Regions from separate parts of the Mus musculus genome. Here region 2 is linked to region 1. The links are chromatin contacts, called in public HiChIP or PLAC-seq maps. All regions are on one chromosome and are shown on one strand. The core of a region is the stretch at or near the end of the contact, and the rest is flanking DNA. Distances in the headings are between cores, read along the strand shown.

Evidence for each region. HiChIP or PLAC-seq counts read pairs in DNA pulled down with a chosen protein or histone mark.
Region 2: a contact with region 1 is called in an H3K27ac HiChIP or PLAC-seq map of microglia, with 4 times the contacts expected there. The contact joins two enhancer-like sites. A contact is called at or near these places in 1 of 15 datasets of contacts at CTCF or cohesin (pro-B cells), 3 of 484 Hi-C or Micro-C datasets (the G1E-ER4 cell line, group 2 innate lymphoid cells and nephron progenitors) and 3 of 115 datasets of contacts at active chromatin or transcription factors (the 230-238 cell line, CD8 T cells and microglia).

Annotation. Positions count from the first base shown.
Region 1 is chr12:25,212,210-25,215,730 of GRCm38.p6, forward strand. All of the region lies in intron 6 of Gm36287 (a long non-coding RNA gene), which reads left to right. Among named protein-coding and RNA genes, the nearest start is that of Gm36441, 4.4 kb to the left of the region's middle. Within about 2 kb of position 1,807, at least 31 of the 459 cell types and tissues checked have an H3K27ac peak or open chromatin away from gene starts, as enhancers often do. A contact at or near this core is called in microglia, where this site is marked.
Region 2 is chr12:25,350,753-25,354,273 of GRCm38.p6, forward strand. No RefSeq gene overlaps it. Among named protein-coding and RNA genes, the nearest start is that of Gm36723, 3.4 kb to the right of the region's middle. Within about 2 kb of position 1,634, at least 7 of the 459 cell types and tissues checked have an H3K27ac peak or open chromatin away from gene starts, as enhancers often do. A contact at or near this core is called in microglia, where this site is marked.

The DNA of each region.
Region 1 (3,521 bases), core at 557-3,056:
AGTCTGTTGCCCTATGGTAGGTCAATACTACAAGAACCCAGTGAAAATGTCCGCCCGTTTGCTTTAGGATAGATAGCTGCGTAGTGGGATCCTCTGAGGATGTATAACAGAGTCAGATAGGATTATGTAGGAGATACTTGAAGGTCACACTGATGAGTGAATAAAGCCCCATTCAGAAAGGGGAACCCACAATACGTTATATCATAATCATCTCGTTGGAGTGGGCCACTGTATTACTTTTCTATTACTGTGATAAAACATTGTGAGGAAGGCAACTTATAGAAGAAAGGGTTTATTCAGGCTCAAGGTTCCAGAGAGATAAGAGTCTATCATGGCAGGGGAATGGCTGGCATGGTGGCTGAAGCAGGAAGACTAGAGCTTACATTTTGAACCACTAACACAGAGAGAGTGGCCTAGAAATGGCCCATGCCTTCAAACTCTCCAAGCCAGCCTCTAGTGACATACTTCCTCCAACAGTGCCTTCCCAAACAGCGCCACCAACTGGGAACCAAGTGTACAGACACACAACCTGTGGGGGACAGTCTCATTTAAACGAGTGTAGTTATCATGTAGGCTAACAGAAAACCTGATGAGCAGTGACTGACAGAAAACATAAAGAATGGTTTTTCTTATGCAATACCATCTGGAGGTAGGCAGTGGGCAGAGTTTTGTGATTTAACAAGATCTTCCAAGGTTCAGGCTCTTCTGCCACTGTCCATGAAACATTTTGTTGTTGTTATTGTTGTTATTTTTTCGTTGTTTGATTCTGTTTCCCATCATTTCATTTTTCCCTCATTGTCCTAAAAATGGCTGCTGTAGTCCAAAATTCACACAATCAGAAACAAGTATAAGGAAAGGGGCAGGCCTGGCCAGTCTCTTCTCTATCCCCTCTCCTTCCCTTTCTTCCTTTCTCTCCCTCCTCTTCCCCCACCCGACAAGGAAACAAAGTCTGACAGCTAGTCTCCCTGAAAGAGTCTAAGGCATCTGTATGCCTCTCTGGCAAGATAGACCCCGTGGTGTAAGGAAAAGCCAGGGGAGCAAGAATGTGGCCATCATAGCCAGGGGAGGGAGATTGTAAAAAGTGGCTCAGTTAGCTGGTAGTCAGCTTGCGCATGCAGAGGATTTGTTGGGAAGGGGACCTGGGGACTCTGGGTAGCAGTGGCCTAGAATGTGGGGCTCTGGGAAAAAAAAACCGTGGCTAGTGTTTTTATTATATAACCTTTGTGGGCGGATGTTCTTGTTACTGTGTAGTTATCTGATTCTTTCAATGACAAAAACAGAAAGTTGGTTAATTTAAAGACAGACAGACAGACAGACAGACTTCAGCGTGGCAAAATGGGGGCCGTGTGACATCCATGTTAAGGGAGTGCTCTCGGGCGAGAGTGTCCAGGGGACCCTGGGATCCTGGGCACAGGGAGCACAGGTCTCGTGGCTGAGCTTGTAGGTGTGTGGGCAGCAGACTGGGACAGGTTTCGGCTGGCACTGGAGTTGAGGGGACCTCTTCCTTGCTCTCTAGGTGTATCTGAGAGCCTGGGGCAGGGCTGAGCATATGAGCATGGCTTGTGGAGGCCATTAGGGGTGGTGGTGAATAGAGGTGGGGTGAAGCAGGAAGCTGGGGAATCCGATGGAGGAAAGGAGACAACTCTTAAACATTTGCTCACTGAGCTGTCCCTGCTTTCGTGCTGTCTCATCTAGAAAGTGGTGTTGAAATGAAGTAAGTCTTCAGGAAACCCCCATGTGTTCTGCGATTGAGGCTGACATACTGACATAGGCTTCTAATTCTGCCAGCTGACCAGGCATGTGTCTCTGACGACACAACATGAGGCTGAAATGGGAAGATGATCTGAAATTAGCCCCTGAGTCAGATGACAGGGACGAAGTCAGAAGAGCAGAGAGACATGTAATTGCCGTCCCCCTCCCCGCTCCAAGGGTGATCTCACTATGCACGGTAGGCAGTGGGGAGAGGCCTGTGGACCCCTGCAAATCTGGATAGCGTTCAAAGAGGTTCTGGTTCTTTACTTGTCCTGGTCAGCACTGTTTCTGCCTCTTTCCTGACTCAGCGAGTGACCTGCAGTGACCCCGAGGAGGGAAATGTCTTGGCTAGACTTGAGGACTTATTCTATGAATCAGGGGCAGAAGTCTCTGGCCTTGTTCTGTCATTGAAGTTATGTCACATGATTTTGTAGAGGGAGAGTGTCACCCCAGTTTTTTGACAACCAAAGCTGGGCTACACTTTAGCTTGTAGACCCCTAAGAACTTCCTCAACAGAGGATCAAACTGTACCGTGAATTTGATGAGTCTATTGTATGTAAGAGGCACCCCGGTACAGCCTAGCCCTTGGTATTCCCTGATGAGAAGCCAGTGAAGAGGAGAATCAGCACCCCCTGCTATGAGTAAGACCTAGTTGTAGAGTCTAGGAAAGAGTTTGAATAAAGAGATGCATAGGTTTCTCATGTAGCAAGTTGTCTGGATCTGATGACCTTAGAGTTGATGTAGCAGGCAGAGCTCATTGTGGAAGAAAAAAGAAACCATTCTAGGTATGTTAGTCAGCAAAGTCTCTACTGCAGGGGATTTATTTATAAAATCAATGGAGGGGCTGAAGGAGAAGGATACAGGCTGGGCCTTGGGAACTGCTCTACCTGGAAGGGTCTAAGTCTCATCCTTGGGAGAACTGATTCTAAGCCCTCCAGCCTAGGGCAGGTGTGGAGAAGGGGTTGGCATTGAATCCTTGTCTCTAGAGAACTGATGCTATCTGCACTACCATTCAGACCTGGAGGATGAGTACCGTCACACAGTGGCAGCCACCGTTAGGCATTCTAGACAGAGAAAGCATCCACTTGACCACTGCCTTATATAGACAGTGATTTTGTGAAAGCTAATTATCATCCAAAACCTTTACTGAAAGGAAGCTTGGGGAATACCTTCCAACTCTCTTAAGGAAGAATACAAGTGGGCTATTCCAGGGAACCCAGCACATGGGACAGCAGAAGGCTGCTGGCTAAAGTAGGCTTGCCCAAGAGAAGTTCTTCAAGAGAAGTTTGACTCAGGAACACATTCTCCTTTAGGTAGGCCCATGATGGAAAGGGACCATGTTTTTCAGTTTCTGATTTGACACTGGAAGCTTTTAGCCCCAGTTCTATATCCCTCAGATAAGTGGCTTTGAAAAGTTCCGGTTGCCCAATTGTGGGATAAGGAAGTGTGTGTGATAAGCCAGAGTGGGGCTCTCCGGCTACAGCAACTTATGGTCTAAGGTCTCAGAAGTACTTCTCCGGAGGAGTAGCTCTTTGTTCCTGGATTTGCGAGGCCTCAAGAGCCCTTCACTGGGCACTTTCTCTGAGAGTTCATAAGGATCAAAGGAGCAAGGAGGAGGGGAGATGTGGGGGGAGTTTGGTGACCACAAGTGAAGGGGGGTGGGGTGCTGCACAAACAGCTGTGTCCAGTGTACCCGACCCAGAGCTCCAACATAGATGCTTCTATTAGGATGGGACACCAAAGCCCAGCCCATTTGCCTCGATTTCCCC
Region 2 (3,521 bases), core at 384-2,883, 140 kb after region 1:
ATGTCTCATACCAGGCACCTGGGAAGAGTAAATAAATATAGGACCCATAAGGAGACCTGGTTATGGCGGCAGCCAAATTGAGAATTACACAAACCCTAGGCCCAAGCTCTGTTCTTTGAGAGGATGCGGTGGCTTCCTGGAAGCTACATTTTACCAAGGTTGTTAACAAGTCTACCTCAGAACACGTGCAGGTTTCATTTGGAGTCAGAGCAGGAGGAGAGCCTTTCTTCTACAACCAGGAGCCATGGCTGAACACTCAAAGTATGAAGTACGCCCATACTTTCAACGGAGTTCTAGAAATTGAGGTTGAATACCGTCCACAAACCCAATCCCACCTGCTACCTACCACACCCATCCTCAGGCTCTATGCGAAGGAGCCTGGGGAGAGGAGAAGACACAGTGGTGCTGGACTCTTCTTCCCATGATAGAAAGTGGCCTTTTTTTTCTTCAAGTCCCATTGTGGGCTATGAGAGAAAGAGAGGGTTTCCTTTATCCAGCTTTACATGGGCTGTGAACCCTTTGAGGAAGTATGGCTTCAAGTGGAAGAGGTTGGCCCAGTCTGCTTTGTTACTTCTGACCCATGGGATCTGAAGTCATAGGACATAGAGGAGTATCTAGGGATCTTGTGTCTCCATATTGAGGGCTATGGAGATTGTTGAGTACAGTGGGGCAGTGTTCAGGAACCCCAGGCTTAGAAGCACACAAGCTGACTCAGAGCAGCCTGAAGTATGAGCTGTGGTCAGAATCCCTGTTTGTTGCACGCTTTACTTCTCTTTGTAGCCACACCGGCTCTCGGCTACTCTTCCATCTACATCCACTGTTTGACCCTGACTTTGGTCTAATATGCTAATATGTCACCACCTTATATGTGTATTTCTGAGACATTTTTCTTAGAGAGGTCCTTCCCAACCCTACCCTCATTTCCCTAGTTGGCACCTTCGTGGTGGTTTCTGCCTGGCACAGTTAAGTAGTTATCAGTTCTCTGGGTCTCTCCTGCTCCTGACACCAGTGAATAAGATCAAGAGGAGAAGGCCTCTGCTTTGATCAACACCGTTCCCACCACTAAACAGAGGCTACAGGGGGCTGTGAGTGTTCACAGGTGCCGCTCAGTGGGGGGAGCTTGTAAAAACCAGGCTGGACCTAAGGGACTCAGAGATACACCCCAGGTCTATGTGGGGAGTTATGGCAGAGAGTTCTCCCCAGAGAGGTTTCTTTCATCTTTTTCATCTGTTCTCTGGCCTTTGAGCTATGACTAATGCCTTGGGCGAAGTGATGGGAGTTGGGAAGAGGCAGCTGAGATACTGTCAGGAAGATGTCCCTATAGGACTGAGGATGGCAGAGGGTGTCTCTCCATTCGAATCTGCAGCATCTGACCAGTGACACTTGCGCCTCAGCCAAAGTCCCCACTGTCTAAACTGACAGTACCCTACCTGGAAGTTTTGGCAGCAGATGTATAAACTGACATGACTTCTCCAAGGTGTGGTTAAGGGAAAGTTTTTATTGTAGCTATGACTGAGAGGACTGCCAGAGGCACCTGGAAGAGTCCAGAAGAGGGAGAGAGAGTAGTAGCCTGAACATGGCCAGAAGAGGAAGTGGGGTGGGGGGAAACTGAAAGAGGGAGGCAAAGAGAGGACCAAGAGCATGCATAGACAAAATAGTGGAGCTTTTAAGGAGAAATGAGAGGCTTGGGGAGGGGAGCCCCTGAGCTGGAGAAGTTTAGGTAGGGAAGGGCTGAAAAGAGCTAGATGCTTATGATACTGAGGGAGCCCAGAGGCCAGCATCTACTTTGGTAGGCTAATAGGCACCAGAGATAGCAATTTGTCCCTTCTGCCAGTCATAAGGCTTCTTTGGTAGAGGGGAACCAGCATTAGAAGTTCCTGAGAAACACTGGCTTTTGTCTAATGTCCAGAACTGGGGAAAATGGAGTTTGCTTTGGACTTGATACCTTCCTCATCTCTTTAAAGACATAGGGCTGCTTTTCTCAGCTGGTTATTATAGTCTTAATGTGAGCTCCTCCCCTGCCCTAGTCCCGTGGCCACTGAGAGTCTCCTCTCTAAGCTCTTCAGTAGCCTCTTAGGGTGTGCCTATCTTTCCTGCAAGGATGCTGAGGGGCAGGGGGCTTCTCCTCTAAGGCCCCTCCTTCTTGAGCCTTGACTTTCTGAGAGAGCCAGTCAAGTCTGCATGCAATGCCTGGGGCTTTGTGAATGGCTCAGACAGCTCCTTTTAGTTTTAAGATTCATGTACTAGCTGGAGATGAGGAACATGTGAAGGTGGACCCCTTACTTACTGTGCAATGTGGAACATTCCTTATCTTTCTTTTATTTCTCTTCTGTGAAATGTGGTTAATAAGGGTGTCAGTGTCACAGGACCAACATGATTCAACGGTACTGTATACAAGAGGCAGGATAAGCCACAAAGAAACCCAGCCTAATCCATGAAGGGCATCACTTGGGTTCAGTGTCTTCCCATAGCATTGTTCAGTAAATTTGAATGGACAGAGGGCCACTCTGGAAACAGTGGCTTGGGGTAGCCCATAGGTAGAAAATCTAATTTTGTATCTTGACTGAAAACACAAAGCAGTTACTGGGATTGAAAATCATCCTAGCATTTGATTCTTCTTTAGATTTGGCGTGGCTCCTTCAAAGTCAACACCTAGATACTTAGGAGACTAAGATTCGAAGGCTGGAGAAGTGAACCCCGTTCACGCTTGGTTTAGTCTAGACCTTCTAGAATAAACTTAACTGTAAAGAGATCCTGGCCTCCAAATGTAATTCCACAGATGCACTTTGATTTCACAGCCATTGATCAATAATTCATTGAGCCCGTGACTGCGATGACATGATTTAATATGTCCGGCTAAATTATGTCCCCACAGGAATGCTCGTGCAGACCAAAGGAAAGAACAATGGCCACTGTGCCAGCATCACAGAGCGAGCTGTGCCTCGGGATGGAGTCAGTAGTGGTCTCAAAGCGGGGAAGCTGTGAGGGATCTAGATGGCAGAGGGACTACATTTTAATCCCTGCCCATCAGGAGTACCCAGGTGACAGTGAATGTCACCTCCAATCCCAGCTCTGCAAAGATAAAGTAGCCTAGCCTCAGGAGAATTAGAATCTGCAGCAACCCCAAATCTGCCAGTCAAGAGTCCTCCTTCTTACTGTCAGCTGCTGTCGCCATTGTGTCCCAGTGTCTCTTGCAGTTTCTCCCTGTTCAGAGTAGTGGAAAGGCACGGGGTGAGTTGGCAGAAGTAGCCAGGCTCATGTTCGAAGATATCGATGATAGGAATAGGGGGTTTTTGGAGAGGAAACCAGGAAAGGGGATAACATTTGAAATGTAAATAAAGAAAATATCTAATTAAAAAAAGGAAAAAGCATATAGCAAGGTTTGGTTTCTATTGAAAGAAGAGTCTGCTCTATCTGTCTCTGACTATTGTATCATCTGTCCTCCGGATCTCTATTTATCTCTGTTTCTGTCTCTGTCTCTCTGTCTCTCTGTCTCTCTGTCTCTCTGTCTCTCTGTCTCT